2 separate regions of the Mus musculus genome follow, and region 1 is linked to region 2. The links are chromatin contacts, called in public HiChIP or PLAC-seq maps. All regions are on one chromosome and are shown on one strand. The core of a region is the stretch at or near the end of the contact, and the rest is flanking DNA. Distances in the headings are between cores, read along the strand shown.

Region 1 (4,500 bases), core at 632-3,131, 150 kb before region 2:
CTGGATGCCTTTAGAAGACACAAAATTGGAGGTCATTAGAAAAGAAAGACTGTTGTCATGGTGTGTATGTTACTTTTTTCTTACTCTCCAGTTTTCTTTTCTAACATTTTAAGATGTAAATGTGTTTAAGCAACCTCTGCCTTTCCCACTCCCCAGTTTCATGGTAACTCTGCTTCACAATTGGTGCAAAACATTTTTTTCCAGTCTGAAGATGGAAAGGTTTGTGTCTCAGCTCTCCTTGAGTGTGTTCGTACCACCTCAAGTCCCTCTTCTGGTTTGACATCAAATTTTGGTTTAAGCTGAGGGCAGAAGGTTTCTTAACAGGTATCCTACTCAAGGCCTGGGCCCTCCCATCGCTGATCCTCCACTGCCTCCTCCGCAAGGTGGTTTGACAAGCTGTCAGAACTGTGTGGGATCTCTTCCTGGGAGGGAGATAAGCCCCCTTTAGCTCACACAAACCTTCAGCTTTCTCCAACCACATAGGTTCCTGAGGCAATTTAAGTTCTTTGGGACCCATTGTGCTCCCAATTCCCTAGCACAAGTCTCTGTCATAGGACGGCTTCTCTCCCAGCCTTTAACTTTTCCTTCTCTTTTCTTTCTGTCTTAGAGTTTCACATAGCTCAGGCTAGCCTCAAACGTGCTGTGTAGCTCAGGCTAGCCTCAAACGTGCTGTGTAGCTCAGGCTAGCCTCAAACGTGCTGTGTAGCTCAGGCTAGCCTCAAACGTGCTGTGTAGCTGCGGATGACTTTGCTTTCCTATTCCTCCTACATCCACCTCCCAAGGACTGAGATTACAGCTGTGCAACCAAACCCAGCAACTTCACCCTACTGTACAAGGATGAAGTTGCCCCCCTGTGGCCGCATGAATGTGCCACGCCCCTGGGCACCAGCCATGGTTAGCATTCTGCTTTTGTCTTCTTACTGGCCTTCCAACAGCCCTGGAACTCAAGCCCTGGCTGTCTCCCTGGCTTCTTCCTTCTCCAATATGCTCCTCCTGGCCGTGCCCATGTATGTCCCTTGGCTGTGCCCATGTCCCTTGCTGTGATGCTCAGCTCTCTGCCCCAGCCTGGAAGGTCTCTCACAGGTGTCCCTTTTGTAGACCTCGATGTCCTCATTTGTCATCTACCTCACACTCAGCTTCAGGGTCCTCCTTGATGCTCCCTCTACCCCACCCCAAGTCTAGATGAGACCCCAGTTGTGATTAACCCCTCCCCGGGTTCCTGGTGAGCATGGCATTGGGCACCTTTACCCACATCCACCACTTTCCAAGATCAGGACCTCTCCAGAGGCTGAGCAGTGGACACAGCCATGCCTGAGCCTCTTTTGGGTCCCCAGTTTAGATGAATAGATAACGGTACTTCCTGCCATGGGCCACACTTTAACCATCACATCCTGCGTTGTCATCCGGCTGCCCTAAGAGAGCTTCTGATTTCTTCAGCATCGAGAATGACCAAGAGCGTCTTTCTCTCTCAGTCAGGTCTCCCAGAGCACTTAACAAATGTCTGGCCATGGTAAACACACTCCTTCACCCCGAACACACACCACTCTGCCCTCCAGCATGCATGCAAACACTTACACACTCACTCACACACATGCACACACATGCACATACATACGCACGCATGTGCACACATGCATGTGCACACACCTTTTCTCGGGTCCTGAAGAACTCAAAGGGAGGCATATTACGGTTTGATGGGAATGTCCCCAGCAACCCCTGTGTTTATCCCTGTGAGTAGAACTGTTTGGGGAAGTTGTAGAACCTTTTAGAGGTGAGGTCTGATTGGCAGATGGGCAGCCAAGGGACTTGGGGTGGGGCTAGGGGATCAAAAGCCAGCTGAGCTTCCAGACCTCTAAGCATTTTCTGGCGCCAGCCCCATATGAATAAGCAGTAGCTCACACCTCTGTCCCTCTGCTGTGACAAGCTGATATCATCTCCAACTGTGAACTCGAACAAACACTTCCTCAAGTTCTGTGCTTCTGGGCGGGGGTTTGGAGGTATTTGGTCACACTGAAGAGATTAGTGGATAAAAGCTGGGGACAGGTTGTGTGATACAGGCGGCCTCATTGATAACTGTAAGTACTTTTGGGAAAGGCCTGGGTTCAAATCCTGCTTAGCTACTAAAGAAGTAGGCAAGGGCTGGTGAGATGGCTCAGGGGGTAAGAGCACCCGACTGCTCTTCCAAAGGTCCGAAGTTCAAATCCCAGCAACCACATGGTGGCTCACAACCACCTGTAACAGAGATCTGATGCCCTCTTCTGGTGCGTCTGAAGACAGCTATAGTGTACTTACATATAATAAATAAATAAATCTTTAAAAAAAAAAAAAAAAAGAAGTAGGCAAATGTTTCCATTCTAGGCCCTTCATGTCTGAGGTAGGCACACCAGTGATTGAATGGATTGACACCTGCCTTGAAGGGTGTGTGTGATAGGAGCTCACCAGGTGACAGCCTCAGTGTATGGGAAACTTCAGCAGGATGAACCCTCAACTGTAACAGGGCCCTGGGATGGGGATGGGTAGTCCATCCAGTTGGCCACATTCCCTAGCACTCCTTGGTGTCCCCTGGCACATGGCTCCCAGTGAGGTTGCCACGATCATTTTGCTTGCCGTATTTTTCCTGAGAGCAGCGGAACACACTGAGTTCTTAGGATCAGAGTCTGAGCCGCTACCTGCCCTTAAGCAGTCAGTTAAAGAGGCAAGTTGCAGTGAAAGGCAGAGAAAGAAGGTTTACTCAGTGTGGCACATTGGGAAAGAAACAACTAAAGAGATCTAGTGACCCTCCCCCCACAAACCCAACTTTGGGGTCCCAATGTGAGGTTTAGGTTTAAGTAATGGGTAAGAAGAGTCTGCAGAGCTACGGTCAGGATCTGGCTCTGCCCATCACTGACCCACCACTGTGGGTCCAGTCTGTCCTGCCAGGTGATCTGTGTGAAATCTCCTTTCAGACAAGCTTCCCCACCGGCTGGCACCTGCATAAGATTCCTGGGGAAGTTCCAATTTCTTGGAGTTCAGTGTCTCCCTAGCCCAATAGCCAAGGCCAATAAACACTTGTAGTATAAAGTGTCTCTTGAGGGTGTCTTCACTCCTGCGAGTGTGGTTACACTGTCACACATACCTCTAGACACTCAGTGCAGCAAAGTGAAACCATATCAACCCTGCACACCAGAGTGTGCACACGGTGCCATAGCTTTCTGTGAAAATGTCAGGCTCTGCCCACGTGGATAGAGATGGAGCCCTAGATCTCGTTCCCACGGGGCCCAGCTTGGCTCTACTGACCATATATTGCATGTGCTCAAGTTTGAAGCGGGAGCAGGCTCAAGCCTGAGACTGTCTTGCCTTTACCATCCTTGTTCTTCTTTTACCCCTAGGTGGCTGGGTTGCATTGGACAAACCTCTTTCCCTCTCTGAGCCTCTATTTAAGGGGACAGTTTGAAGTCCCTTGGCTCTGGGAACCACTCCTTCCTTACTCTTGCAAGGGGCTCTTTCATTATTATCTGGGCAGAGTCGCTGTAGGAGGGAGCAGAGCCGAGTATTCTGGGTGGGATGTGTGGGTGTCAGTGGGAGCTCTTTTTCCTTTCCATTTTTTTTAAACTTCCCCGTTTCCTTATTTTTTTCTTTTTAACCAGAAGTTATTTTAAACCCTAAGTGGGGAGCTGCTAAAAGCCACCACCTCAGGTCTCACGTGTCACACACCTCTTATGGAGAGAGCAAGCAATTCTCAAATTCTGTTTTTCCTTCTCCCCAACCTCAGGAGAGCTCCCCCTTTCATCCATCCATCAATCCATTATCCATCATCATCCATCCATCAATCCATTATCTATCATCCATCCATCCATCCATCCATCCACCCACCCATCCATCCATCCATCCATCCATCCATCATCCATCCATCAATCCATTATCCATCCATCACCCATCCATCCATCCATCCATTATCCATCCATCATCCATCCATTATCCATCCATCATCCATCCATCAATCCATTATCCATCCATTATCCATCCATCATCCATCATCCATCCATCAATCCATTATCCATCCATCAATCCATTATCCATCCATCATCCATCCATTATCCATCCATCATCCATCCATCCATCCATTATCCATCCATCCATCCATCCATCCATCATCCATCCATCCATCCATCCATCCATCCATCCATCATTTATCCATCCATCATCCATCCATCCATCCATCCATTGCTTGCACAGCACATGGGCAGAGCCTCTGTTTATGTAGCTTTGGCACCTACCAGGGCTGCATGCACTTGCCCAGGGTGCACCTGCACGGGCTGATAGTGAGGGGTTTTAGCTCTATGGACCTGGAGCCACCCAGCCCCTGTGTGTATGACCATCATGAGTGGTGCAGCCTTGAACTTGGGGCACATGTGCCATTAACTCAGAAATCACCGCCAGAAAATTGCCTGGCAACATTTCACCTGGCACTTCTCATTCTGGCTTTGTCCTGATCCATTAGCATAAATAATATGATTTTAA
Region 2 (4,366 bases), core at 439-2,938:
CACCGAAGGAGCTGTTTCTCTAGCAGCAGCCCCGCCCCGATTCTGCCCAGGGGGATATCTGAGAGCCTTCCTGCCGGCCCTGCCGGCCGGATGGGATAACCTGTCTGTGATTAAGACTTCTGAGGTCTGACTCCTCAGGAAGGATTAGAGGAGATTTCTCTTGCTGCCCATTTGAACCCCAGCCAGCAGCACAGCTCATGTAACCTCCAGGCCCAGAGAAACTGACTTCCCATTAAGAGGACGCTCCTTCAGGCTTGGCTTTCCTCTGCCTCTGCCTGGGCTTCCAACCAACACCCCTTCCCAGCCATTGTGCAACTCCGGGAGCCCCTGGCCCCCCATAAGGAGAATAAATAGGTGGCTGCAATACAGACTCCTCCAGCCCTTAATCTGATCTATGACGTTCACATTTGGCCGTGGCTATTAATCTCACACAGCACTATGAAGCAGGTCACTGCTGTTGTCCCCATTTTAAGGGTGAAGGCAGTGGCACAGAGAGGGGAAAGCAGAGTCACACTGCTGTAGTGAGGTGGGATTCGAACTCTGGACAGGGTGACTCCGTAGCTGCCGTTCTCTCTCACCACCTCAATCTTGATTCATTTTAATCTCTCTTCAGCATCTTTAGTTTTCCTCAGTCATTGCTTTCTCCTCCTCTGTAAGGGACTGGATGGCGACTCCCTGGCTATGGACTGTCTGGCTTATCTTCATAGCCTTTTAAGGCCAGGTTTTGAGTCAGACTGGGACTGCGTCTTACTCCCCTTACCTTCTTATTGGATGACTTTGGGCACTGGTTTAATGTCTCTGGGTCTCAATGAATGATAATTAAGGAAGGAGAAAGGCTGGAGGATGCAGTGGGGATGCAGTGGAAACACAGTGGGGACACAGTGGGAGCACAGAGGGGATGCAGTGGCAACACAATGGGGTTGCAGTGGCAACACAATGGGGTTGCAGTGGGAACACAGTGGGGATGCAGTGGGAACACAGTGGGGATACAGTGGGGATGCTGTGGAAACACAGTGGGGATGCTGTGGAAACACAGTGGGGATGCAGTGGGGATGCAATGGCAATAGTACCATGCTGGCCAGAGCACTGAGAACATGGGCTGGGGCCTCCATGCACGACATCATGTTACATGGACAGGTGTGAAGAAGTGACCTGTTTGTGTCCCACTCAGAAACGAATAGACTTCACATTTCAGTGGTAAAATCTGTGTACTGTGGGATAACATACTCTGTGTGTGTGTGTATGTGTGTGTGTGTGTGTGTGTGTGTGTGTGTGTGTGTGTGTGTGTGTGTGTACCTGCCTTCCAGCAGCCTCAGGTTAGCTAGAGAGACAAAAATTAATTCCTTCCTTCCTCCCTCCTTCTCTCTCTCCCTCCCTCCCTTCCATCCTTCCTTCCTCCCTCCTTCTCTCTCTCCCTCCCTCCCTTCCATCCCTCCCATTGCCAGCCAGCAGCAGGGAACTGAACAGACAGACTTCCTGCCCACAGGGAGATGGCTGTTCCTACAGGAATCACTCGGTGGACAAGTACACAGGCCAATAAAGGAACCCACTGGGCCAGGGAACCCCACAAGGCAGTTGTGCAGTGATGTAAAGGGGGGAGCTGCAGAGCTGACTCAGCCAGGGTGGGAAAGGTGGCCTCGTACTGGAGATCACATTTCAACCAAGACCTGAGTGACAAGCGAGTGTCAGCCACAAGAAGACCAGAGGAGCAGCACGCCTGGGCGTGGCAGAGTCTGGTGGCTTTCGTGAGCTGTGATGCTGGGGTGGCAGGAGCTGAGTTGGCGACTGTTGGCCCGAGGCTCGGGAGTCAGCAGGGCTGCATCTCGTGGCACTGGGTCAGGGGTCAGGCTTTAGTCCAGGTGTTCAGGGAGGCTCAGTAGGGGGCAAAGATGAATTGTGAGACCCCAGGGCCACTCGGGATGGTTTCCTGAGGCAGAGGCATTTGTTGCCTCCCTTGATAGTGACGGCGTGTCTTGTTGTTAAACATCCACACACTGGGGGCTCTGAGGTAGAAGGCTGTGTGCATAGCTGCATGCAACAGAGATCAAACTGGGTGTAGCGGCACACGCCTGCACTCTCGGCAGTCATGAAGTTGAGGTATGAGAGTCACACGGCCTGACAGACATCACCAGGGACATTGGCAGGGACTTTGTGCATGGGACTCCAGGTGGCATCTCAACCCCAGGCTCCAGGCAGGAAGCAAGTGGGAAGATGTCCCTTTGGGGAGTGGTACATGGAGCCTCTGATCAGGTGTCGCTCATGAAAGGATGTGCCCACATGCCCTCTGTGCTCAACCTTGGCCTTGACCTGAAACGGGCTGAGTGGTGTCCATTCGGCAGGGCCGAAGGAGAAGGGAAGTTGGCACAGCCTGTCAGAGGACTCTGCCATTTGATTCCACCCCACCTTGGCCTCCAAACCTCAGTGCCTCCCACTGCTGTGGGGACATCTATCTGGAAGCCTGGGCCTTGTTGTTTATAGCCTCACCCAGAGCTACTGTCAGATCCCAGCTCCCTACTGCCACCTGTCACTCAGAGCTTCTGTGCACGCTGATGTCCAGCTTGGGGCACTCTCTGCTGGCCCAGTACACGTGGAAGCCTGGGGCCAGCATTGAACAACTGGGAGCTCCATAGGAAATATCAGATTTCCTGCTCGCTCTCTTGAAGAGCTGGACCCACGGGGTTGTGGTGGGCTCTTTGAGCAGTGGCTTTAGCTTTGACTGGCTTGGCACAGACTCTACCTGGCCAGTATCCCCTGTTCAGAGTTTGAGGTTCCTGCGTAAGAAGAGATTAACTTTATCTGGTTTCCCTCCTGGGTTCCAGCTTAAAGTTTCACAGGATTAAAAAGTCCACCCACGAATTCCAGATGTCCCCAAGGAAACCATTTGCCAGCTGCATCCTGTTGAGCAGCATCCAGCTGCATCTTGGTCCCTAGATAGGGACAGCTTTGCATTAGTTGGCCCAACAAGCTGAAGACCCAGCTTGGTTTCCCAAAGGGTAGCAAGTGTAGGCATAGTCGCCACTCAGTTGCTCTCCTGAGTCTGTTTTCTGCCCCCTGCAGTCACTTTGGTATACTTCTTGTTCCCCACTGTGGCCCTGGATAGGACAGCTGGTGAGCAGCCTTGCTCTGGCTCTCTGACCTCCAGCCTCTGCGAGTGGTCACACCAACATCTGTTTGCCTTCTGGGGTTGCTGGCAGTCAGTGCCTGTCCCAAGAGTTGGGACTTGGAGAACAGTGGAGTAGGGGGTGGTTAGAGGGACACAGAACTTGGAAAGTTCCCACCCAGCGTACCAGAAATGTACCTGTTTCTTTCCCACATCCTTGGGCTTTCTGAATGCCTCGTAATGCCGCTACCTCTATAAGGCCAGGTCCTTCCTCTGCCAGCACGAAAAGCTAAAAATAGCGTCCCCTGTTGTAACCGGAGGTGGGACAGCTGGTTTCCATAAAGGGGGCTGGGCACTGCTGCCCACGCTTGTGGGTGCTGCCTGCTCTGGGATCACCCTCTTGCGTTGGCTCCAGTGGGCTGAAATCTGTGCCGAGCCCAAGAGTCCACAGGGGCTGGGACCTCAGAGGCCTCGAGCCAGAACCTGTCTCACCTGTGTCCCCAACCTTCCTCGTTCGTTCCTCATTTGTTGTGTGGAGGACACTTGAGTCTCAAAGCGTGTCAAGAAAAGGTCAATGAACAAGGTCAGCAGCTATCAGCGAGGGCTCACACGCCGTGTGTCAGTGTGCTCAGGGAGGGGTCTGATAAACACACATACATCTGTAAACCCATTGCTGCAGAGTGCATAGTCAGGTGGGCAGGCTCTGTGTGGAGTCTTCCCTGGCGGTCGTGTGGGTTGTTGCCCCTTGGGAGCGGTGGCACGGAGGGAGTTTGGAAAGGGCATTTTTAGGTGAATGGAGCAGCAACTTCAAGGCCCAGAGGTATGTTGGGGCCTAGGGTTGTTTTTTTTGTTTTTTGTTTTTTTAAAAGAAGGGAAGAAAGGTAAGTGAGCCAAAGCCCAGAGGATGGGGAGGGGGATGCAGGAGAGAAGACTGATCTAGGAATTATGCTCTAGGCATGGCGTTGGTGGCGATGCTGATGTTGATGCACATATTTCTGGGCAGATGTGTGAGACAGTTGAGGCAGAGGTGTTGAACTCCTTTCTGAGTAAGGCAAAAGCCTATTGGAGGATGGAGAAGGTGTGATGGGAGCACTGTGAGGACAGAGAGGGTGTGATGGGAGCTCTGTGAGGACAGAGAGGGTGTGATGGGAGCACTGTGAGGACAGAGAGGGTGTGATGGGAGCACTGTGAGGACAGAGAGGGTGTGATGGGAGCTCTGTGAGGACAGAGAGGGTGTGATGGGAGCACTGTGAGGACAGAGAGGGT

What was found. HiChIP or PLAC-seq counts read pairs in DNA pulled down with a chosen protein or histone mark.
Region 1: a CTCF HiChIP or PLAC-seq map of CD8 T cells shows a contact between it and region 2, with 5 read pairs. The contact joins two enhancer-like sites. A contact is called at or near these places in 19 of 39 promoter capture datasets (the 3T3-L1 cell line, the C10 cell line, the HPC-7 cell line and 11 more), 3 of 15 datasets of contacts at CTCF or cohesin (CD8 T cells, embryonic stem cells and pro-B cells), 7 of 484 Hi-C or Micro-C datasets (Sertoli cells, bone marrow-derived macrophages, double positive thymocytes and 4 more), 6 of 115 datasets of contacts at active chromatin or transcription factors (the 230-238 cell line, T-cell acute lymphoblastic leukemia, double positive thymocytes and 2 more) and 2 of 9 other capture datasets (adipose tissue and liver).

The regions. Positions count from the first base shown.
Region 1 is chr2:166,751,827-166,756,326 of GRCm38.p6, reverse strand. No RefSeq gene overlaps it. Among named protein-coding and RNA genes, the nearest start is that of Gm31117, 12 kb to the left of the region's middle. Within about 2 kb of position 1,881, at least 30 of the 459 cell types and tissues checked have an H3K27ac peak or open chromatin away from gene starts, as enhancers often do. A contact at or near this core is called in CD8 T cells, where this site is marked.
Region 2 is chr2:166,604,408-166,608,773 of GRCm38.p6, reverse strand. All of the region lies in intron 10 of Prex1 (phosphatidylinositol-3,4,5-trisphosphate-dependent Rac exchange factor 1), which reads left to right. Among named protein-coding and RNA genes, the nearest start is that of Gm29679, 42 kb to the right of the region's middle. Within about 2 kb of position 1,688, at least 34 of the 459 cell types and tissues checked have an H3K27ac peak or open chromatin away from gene starts, as enhancers often do. A contact at or near this core is called in CD8 T cells, where this site is marked.